2 separate regions of the Gasterosteus aculeatus genome follow, and region 2 is linked to region 1. A link is a contact called in public Hi-C data. All regions are on one chromosome and are shown on one strand. Each heading gives the region's core, a stretch centred on a gene start, on an enhancer-like site or on the middle of the called end of the contact. The rest is flanking DNA. Distances are from core to core; before and after follow the strand shown.

The links. Hi-C and Micro-C count contacts between places; a contact is called where the count stands out from the background.
Region 2: a Hi-C map of whole body shows a contact between it and region 1, with 7 times the contacts expected there. The contact joins the enhancer-like site here to the promoter of LOC120827737 in region 1. A contact is called at or near these places in 4 of 6 Hi-C or Micro-C datasets (skeletal muscle, tail fin and whole body).

Annotation. Positions count from the first base shown.
Region 1 is chr11:5,286,060-5,290,577 of fGasAcu3.hap1.1, forward strand. It overlaps LOC120827737 (phosphoinositide 3-kinase regulatory subunit 5), which reads right to left and starts at 2,825. Exons shown (of 17, transcript XM_040190839.2): 1 at 2,634-2,825; 2 at 976-1,090. The coding sequence starts at 1,087. ntn1b (netrin 1b) reads left to right here and starts at 3,509. Exons shown (of 7, transcript XM_040190841.2): 1 at 3,509-3,789; 2 at 3,985-4,518. The coding sequence starts at 4,016.
Region 2 is chr11:5,341,261-5,345,836 of fGasAcu3.hap1.1, forward strand. No RefSeq gene overlaps it. Among protein-coding and RNA genes, the nearest start is that of usp43b, 8.3 kb to the right of the region's middle. Within about 2 kb of position 2,066, at least 1 of the 9 cell types and tissues checked has open chromatin away from gene starts, as enhancers often do.

The sequences.
Region 1 (4,518 bases), core at 1,575-4,074:
TGTTTATTTCTCCTTTTAGGTTTCATCCTGATAACTGTCAGTAAACCGGTAACTTAGATAAGCGTGTTCACACCTGATATTCAGAGAGGCGCTGAGGGAAAACGAAGTGGTTGCGCTACTTTCCTTTCTTGCCGAAGGTCTGAATTAAGAAATTTCAGCAAATCTTTCAACATGATTCTCCTTTATACTGTTGGTCCCTCCTCATTCTGTGTATCACCACTTTCAATTCCCATTTGTCTCTGTAAGACGGACAGTCTGTTCGGGACAGGTCGGCTGGGTGCGTGTTTGGACAATTCAAAGCGAGACTTTAAGCAGAAATACTAGTTTTCATGCGCTTTCATGTGATTTTGGGCTACTCTGCTTCCATAACATGTCAGAGAAAAGAGAAAACTACTACTATTTCCCTTCATAGATTCCTCCTACGCCAAATGCTATTGTTAGAAAATGTTCCATTTGCATATTTAAAATTTGACATTTCTGAAAACTTGTTATTCACAAAAAACAACTTCTTAACCTCATGGTTTAATATTTTTACACAATTCACCTCTAGCGTCATACTTGCATTTGGCTTGTTTTCGGAATGAGGGTCTGTTATGGAACATTGTAAACCTTTAAAACAAATAAGTTGTATATATGTACATATATATATACATGTCCAAACCTCTGTGTCTATAAAAGAAATTAGAGTTTTATTCATGCCTTTATCCAATGTATGCATGTCTGCTCTGAATGAGTGCAAACTGCACATATAGATACGAGAATGCATCTGTTGTATGTTCAAACCTACAAACACTAGCTGTGAAGAAGTAATTGTCTCAATGCAAGTACTCAGCTTTAATGTTTGGTGGTGTAGGGTGATATTAGTTAAGGTTTTTACCAGGTGTACTTATGTGAGCTGGGGACATAAGCCAAATTCCATCGCCAGCCCTGATTTTGTGATGCGGCCCTACAGGGAGGTTTGGGATCGGCTCTTACCGTTCCAGAGTTGTTTGTTGGGAGTGTCGAGACCCAGGCCGCTGAGGCAGCGCTCAAGGACATGCTGGATGCGATCCTCCGTGCACGAGCTGGGCTCCGTCACCTGCATCATCTTCTGCAGAGGCGTCACAACATCCACCGAAAAACACAGGAGAGGCAAGTGCCAAAATGAGAACAAGAATGACGCCCTAATGTCGTGTTCCGGTAAACCAATATAGTGTCCCCCGATTGGTCCAAGCTTCCTGTTATTGTGACTGCGGACACATTAAACCCAACCCAAAGTGGCAATGAGCAGAGTGGCAAATACGAATGTCGACAGCAGAGACGTCAGGACAGAAAGCACCTCCCACCAAAACCCGTGAGTCACAGACCATATGAGCGGGCCGGAGATGAGCCGGTAAAAAACAGAAGCCACAACTTTGTCGACTTCTCCATTTTGGATTCATTCTTAAAATCAGCTGCTTAGAGAAAACATTCTGGTGGAGGTGGGATGGAAATGGAATCCTGTAAGACAACAACTTCCCATGTCATCCTTTGTACTCTTTTCAACAAGTGTAAACATGTGAGTGTTAGTTAAGGCAAAAAAAAGTCATTAAATTATGTTCGATGAACTAAACTTGAACAGCAACAGACACATTTTGGGGAATTTGCTTACGAAAGCAATGGACATGTTTCGAAGCCGATTGAATTGAAAATAAAAAAATAAAAAACACAGCCATGAGACATCCCACCTAATAAGACATGTTATTCTCTGAATATGTATCCTCGGCTCACAGGATGTCGACTTGCATGCGGAAGCTGCAATTGTGCCCCAGCTGTGGCAGATGTGTTGAATGTTGTGTGCAGTGACACAACTGGAAATCAGAGGGTCACCTGTGCCCGTCAAAACAGGAAAAGGCCTCCCGGGAGCAGTTTATCAAAGGCACTGGGGTTATGTGACGATATAACAGTAAAATAAGCTTAAGCCTTTTGAGCTGAAAAGCATAAAATAAATACATTCGCACCCGACAGAGAAAAGCATGAAGACAAGCTTGTCTGCAAGCAGGAACACAGACGGCAGCTCTGTACTCAGAGGTTCCCTGCATATCCAGATCCTGCACGTCAATTCAATCAATTGTCTACTGAGGAAGCAGGTGTTACACCATTGTATGTGTTCAGGCTATATGGCCCACTGCTGCAATGCACAAAGGCAAAAAGCCTGATCCCCCATTGGTCTTCTTTAAGCATTAAGATTATTCTACTGTGAGCGCGGGGGGAGAATGGAAAGATGTACAGATGTGCAGTGAGACACCTTAACGGTATACTTATGAGCTTCAATATAGACGTAAATATTCTAGTGACACTCCAAAATCTATTTAAAACACTGAGCCAAACTAAATTCATTTAATTCAGAATGCACTGTCAACAGCCTTCAGCGGCTTTTAAAAGAAAGGGAACAGGAAATCTGCTTGAGAGCCTTGCAGTGCGATGTGATGGAAGTTGTGCAACAGAGGCTTGTTTCTACTAGAAAGAGCGTATGTGAAATAGTCCAAATAAGGCCAGCGTGAGACGGGCACGCACGGGACATGCAATACAGACACATGGAACGTCCTGTAAACATGTCGAGGCACCGAAAAGAGGCTAAAGATCATGAAGCGAGAGGCATTGCTCTTACCTACCTACGGTCTCCAGTGTCCTAGATCATCCCAGATCGACCTCAATTGAGACACACCAGCAGGCGGGGGAAACAATAGAGGGACCACATCCTCCTTCGTTGGTGCCCTTTTTAAAAATAGACCCTCTGACTGCAGAGTTAGTGAGCGTCTGCTGCTAAAAAGGAACTGAATGAGTCCTTAAGGCTGCGTTGCTTAACAAAACCTACTAGAAGGAGGAGTCTTTTAACATGACACAAGAGCGTCTCGAAAGCACCTGGTCACGGGTTTTAGGCAAGCAGTTTGTGTTTTAATATTGCAATCTGTTACGACAAAATAAATTAATTCATAATGTCCCAGGTGGTTATAGCGAGCTGTTTTTTTTTAAAGACATATTGTCTGTTATTGTCACACCACGGTCAAATCATCTCACTTTGACGCTCAAAGATAAAGTACAGAAGAGCTTTTCACTTGTACCATGTGTACCAACCCAGTTGGGTTAAAATGGTCTGTCACTGTTTGACCTTTCACTAATTTTCCATTAATGGTTGAACCTGAATTAAATTTCTGCTCTTTGTGACTTTTAAGGGCCATCTCTTTACCATTTACTTTCACTTTGTTCAGATTATCTACTTGCCTTTCTGAGTAAACCACAAGATGTTCGTGCAACATCTTTGCCTATTTAGGCCACACGGTTTTAATGCCTGCTGCTTCTCTTCGTGCATCATCAAATCACAGGATTTTATTGCATCGAAATTATATTCATTGATCGACTTTTGTGAGGACAAAACTATGCGTGATTTCTTTTTAACATGTAGCGCACGCAACCTCTCGGAAGATGTCGCTGCTGTCTCTCCCTCCGCAGAGAAACTCCCCAGGACCAGCGGAGCCGATTATAACAGAGAGGGGACTGGGACAGCCAGAGATAGAGGTGGGCAGAGGTGTGACTGAGAGGACACTCGGGGCCAGCTGGGCTTTTTGCCATTTCTCGTTTATATTTAGGCAGTATCAAAGAAGGGTGTAGGGGTGCTGTGGGGGGGTTGAAAGCCTGAAGAAGTATAGCGGCAGTTTGGGGTTTTTCTTTTCGTGCGTAAAGGGGATAGGTTGTGTCCCTCATTCTTAGGAGCTTCACTTTCAGACTGAGCGGTTTATTTGGAGGTAGTGTCCCGGGTCTCTTTGCCTCGTAAGAACATTTTATTCACCTTTTTAAAAAAATGATCTGTAAGATGCTTCGCCGGTGCGTTCAAGTCGCCCAGAATCTCTCCCAGAGCATCACTTGTTCTAACCGTGTTATACTCGTATAGATTCTGTCCAATCATAGTGTTTTAAAAAAAGAACTCTGGTCATATATATATATTTTGTCTCCATTGCATTGCAGCGCGCGGGTCCCCTGCGGTGCACGGATTACCATGCAAAGGATTTTGGAGGTTTGGGTCGCCTTGGTGACAGTCGCGGCGCTGACCGAGGGGGTCTCCGGAGGGTACGGGCTCAGCATGTTTGCCGCGCAGTCTTCCCCGCCGGACCCGTGCTACGACGAGAACGGCAACCCGCGGAGGTGCATCCCGGACTTCGTCAACTCCGCTTTTGGCAAGGACGTGCGCGCGTCCAGCACCTGCGGCGGCCCCGCCGCCAGGTACTGCGTGGTGTCCGAGAAGGCAGAGGAGCGGACGAGGGACTGTCACACGTGCGACGCCGCGGATCCCAAGAAGTCCCATCCGCCGGCGTACCTCACGGACCTCAACAACCCGCACAACCTCACCTGCTGGCAGTCGGAGAACTACGCGCAGTACCCGCAGAACGTCACGCTCACCTTGTCGCTGGGCAAGAAGTTCGAGGTGACCTACGTGAGCCTGCAGTTCTGCTCGCCCCGACCCGAGTCGATGGCCATCTACAAGTCCATGGACTACGGCAA
Region 2 (4,576 bases), core at 816-3,315, 54 kb after region 1:
CTCACGCACACACACACACACACACACACACACACACGCACAACGACACCTCCAGCAAATGGGTGACATGGAGTAGGAGCCACCACCCAAGGATATCCTGTTACGAGCTCTGAGCCTGGCATTCCAGGCCGCCAGTACTAATTCCCTTTTGAATGTAATTGTTATACATTGTACTAAGTTACTGCAGTGTTTTGACTTTAAAACATATGTGTAGTTTTGATAAATAGAATATTTAGATAGCAGAGATTATGAAGTGTGTAATAATAACAAGACCCTCTCTGAGAACACACTATGGACGCAGTCTATATGGTTATGGATCACACTGTTTTACACGCATTGGATTTCCCTGCATAAACATTTCTGTGTTTTGTCAGCGATGGCTGGCGAACGTTCATCTTAGAGCGCAGCTCAGCCAATGAGGTGAAATCAGGAAAATCTCACTTTGTGGTTTTTGCAAAAACATAGCTGTGCGCTGCCACTAAATCATGTAAAATTCTTTGTAAACAGAAAAGAAACAAATGCATACCGGAGTTGTCAACACGTGCGGTATATTCCTTACGACCTGACAAATTGTGGAGACGGAAAACACAGATTCTGTACCCACGATGTTGCACGACCTGTTTGAATCAGAAGTGTGTTGAACAATAGCTCCATATGTTTTTCCTGTGAGAAATCCTGCAAGATGTTCAACTGCATTCATCAAACCGTGTGACCCCCGTGGCTTCCACCGAGGGTCCAGCAGTGCAGCGATGGTGTGAAGACCAGAAGCTCATCCAATTAGCTCTGTGCTGAGACCGATCAGTCAATCGGGCACATCTAAAGGCCACGGCCACACTGGACTTCCCCCGGGTCTCCACACACCAGTCGAGGCCTAAATACTAGCAGAATGGGTGTTTTTTTAACACAAACTAATATTCTCTAATCGGTTTTGAGCTGCGAAAGCTTAGGTAATACAAGCGTAAATGATATTATTACACCGTGTCTTTTAGCTTCCCATTGTCCTCATACGGGGTTCAAAAAAAGAGGTTTTCTACTCCTAAATGTGTTTGATTTCCATTAATGTAACACAAATAAACCAAGTGGGTCATTGCTCCTCTTTGTGATAATAAAGAAGGATGGGACTTGGTGTTCAACCAACACCTCCGACGTGCTACCAGCACAATTTACAATGATTAGCCTGATGTTATCATAATTAAAGGATGCGCTGTTCCAACGCCTACGACATGGGGATTATGGACCACCTCTGTGGTTTTCATTAGGACACACTCAGTTCCCTGTCACATGTCCAAGAGGAGTCTCCCTGAACAGCCCTCATTCGCGTTTAAACACTGCCACCTGCAGGGCAGACGTGGTGCAAACCCTCGAGTGCGGACAAAGGGTCTACTTTTGAATTGTGCATAAAGGCATGAAGTGTTTCTTACTTCCAACTCCTAGATGAATGTTTCACACAAGGATCTTAAAAGTCATTTTGAATTGCAGTTGTGTGCCTTTCATGTTTGGCATAATTCACGCTGCTAAGATGCCACCCTGGAGGTCAGCTGCAGGGTGTGACTGAAGCCTCTTTCAGCAACGACGGGTCATTTATGTCTGAGAGAGAGTTATGACTATTTTTTCGCCATTCGTCATGAGGGCAAGGCTCGGGGTACGCAGTCATGAATGTGTCTCCACCCGCACAGCTGGGTGGTCTGCCGAGTCCAATGTGACCCCAATGAAGACCTTTGTGCCGGCTCCAGCATGAGCCTCGCTATTGTTCAAGTCTCACGGGCCGCTGATTCACGGCACATTATGCAAAACACAAAGTGTCATACAGAAAGCCTGTGGAAATGTATCGCAGACTTCAGCTGACTTTTATCCTATCAAATGAAATATCCCTTACGCTTTCGATGAAAATGGACATTTGTTGTGGCTTTTGTGGCATCAGTTTAAATGCATATAAACTACAACGGTGTGTGAAATGTGAAATGTTTAATGTTTTAAATCTTGAGCAGTGTAATACATAACGTGTGACACACTAGTAATGAACAAAACCGAGTTGGTCATTTATGGGGAGAGTGGAGCCAATGTGACACCAGTTAAAGAGAACAACTGATTTATGAATGTCAACTCACCCTCATCTGTCGGCTATTATATACATATATGTATTACATGGTCTGTTTACATGCGACAGCATTCATACACCATGCATTTGAGAAAATATATGAATCTAAATATATATATAGCCACATGCACATTCAAACATGTACATTCATTACAAGTTATAGTTTTTAAAACAACGTTTTTCATACTTTATTAGGCCCACAAAGTGTAAGAATGAGTGTGCAAGGCCACAGGGGGCTGTGACTTCTGTACTTCCCAGCATGCATTGACTGATGATCTGAGTCACCAGTCACTGAGCAGGTCACCAAGTCATCGTGAGTTTTAAGTACGCTCTCCCGTCTACGTCTGGGACGTGGGCAACTTATTACATTATGTTTTAACGTCACTGTGTGAAAATGATGCGTATGTGAAATGAGACATTTTGAGTTGTCCCACTCGGAAAGGCACAGCTGCTTAAATTGAACGACCCTGTCGGCCACGACCTCGGGTCTGTTGAAAGTATGGGGCGCCGTTTGTAAAATGTTGCACGTTCAAAAATCCTGCGCAGTTTTGCTACATTTAGCATTATCATATGAACACAAAAGTACGACAATATTCATATGTCACTTTCTCAAACATAAAATGAAATCAGTTAAAATGACATGTATAGAATATTCTATTCACACACAGATACGGCGCGTAGGCATATAAAAAGAGACCAAGAACATTAGAAATACTGAAAGCGGATCTAAGTACTGCATAAAGTGCATATCCAATCATTGTTCTTAATCTGTGTCAGCTGTGCTTTTTGGATCTGCAGGCAGTCTGCATGGAACCACCTGCTTTCTCAAAATCTATACAGTAATATTTCATGGAAATGTACATGAGCATAGAGGGGGTCAACATGAAAGCAGAGTGTTACCGTTTTCGGATCTGGTTTAAAGACAGTTCAAAGATTGGGATTATGACACGTTACAAGAAGGCGATTAATGCCTTTAAAGCTGTACGCCCTTTTACCGTAACACCTTAAATAGAGGCACATTTCATTTTGAAATGCGGTCCACATGACCGCAGTGGCGGTCAAATCCTCGGCGATGGTCCGGTCAAGGGGGGGTTGCGCAATGTTCCGCGCCCGTGAACCCCCCCCCCCCCCCCCCCCCATAACTTCAACGTGGCCCCCTACCTAAAATGAGTTTGACACCCCTGCTCTATAACAAGAGCTAATTCATCAGGACCGGCCAGCTTGTCTTGCTGCGGCGTAATTACCGTAAATATTATAATGTTCAGTCGTCAACTCTGATATATAGAGTGAACATTTAGATCTACATTTAACATTTAGATTTAACATTTAGATTTACATTTAGATTTAGAATTTAGATTTAATTTACATTTAACATTTAGATTTACATTTAACATTTAGATATAACATTTAACATTTAGATAAAGATTTAACATTTAGATGTAACATTTAGATTTACATTTAACATTTACATAGAACATTTTACATTTAGATTTACATTTAACATTTAGATATAACATTTACATTTAACATTTAGATATAACATTTACATTTAACATTTAGATTTAACATTTAGATTATTTAACAACTTTGTGTTACTGCCAAACATTATCCTTGGAAAAGTTATTGCATGAATTTACATAAATTTCTCTCTAAATGTTTGAAAAAGTGATATATGAATATTGTCATGCTTTTTTGTTCATATGATAATGCTAAATGTAGCAAAACTGGCAGGATTTTAGAACGTGCGACATTTTACAAACGCCGCCCCATATCAAAGAAAGTTATGCTATTGACCGCGACAAAGTGGAGGCAACGCTGAACTCGAGGCGGAAAAATATAATGTTCTTTCCGTCATTGATTGTATTATTGAAAGCCGTGCCTTTTCTAACTGGGATGTTGTGCGGTGAAAAAGGCCGAGCACCCACTGGCACAAGGAACCAGTCGACACTGTCCGGGTAGCGAAGAGAAAGAAGAGACGTTGGAACCAACATGCGGGTGAGCGTTTTTTTTTCCCTCTTATACATGAAAGTCGTTAGAGCAAAATACAATTTTAAGTGAAAATATGCTAAAGCGTTTTAGTTCGCTTGAGAACTGATGTTTATAGCAATTGACAAACCAGTGATGATGATTGAGTCACTGAAGGATGAGTCCTTCATCTTTAATCGACGCCTTACACGCACATTTATTAGTACTTAGCCATCTAAAGTAAGATTTTCAATTACTGCCACCATGTACTTGTACCCAATACATTCCAGTTGTATAATTTTTATTGTATTTCTCTGTCAACATAGCTGCTGGTTATTTAGACTTTTTGTATTTTGAAATTAATAATACAATCAATTAAATGGTGGTGTTTTTATCATGTATTAGGCTACCCTGTAGTATATAACACTTTAACAGTATGTTAATACCACCTTTTAAAGGCTGCAATATTGGTGATGCTTACATATTAAAGCACCAATTATTTTAATCTTTTAA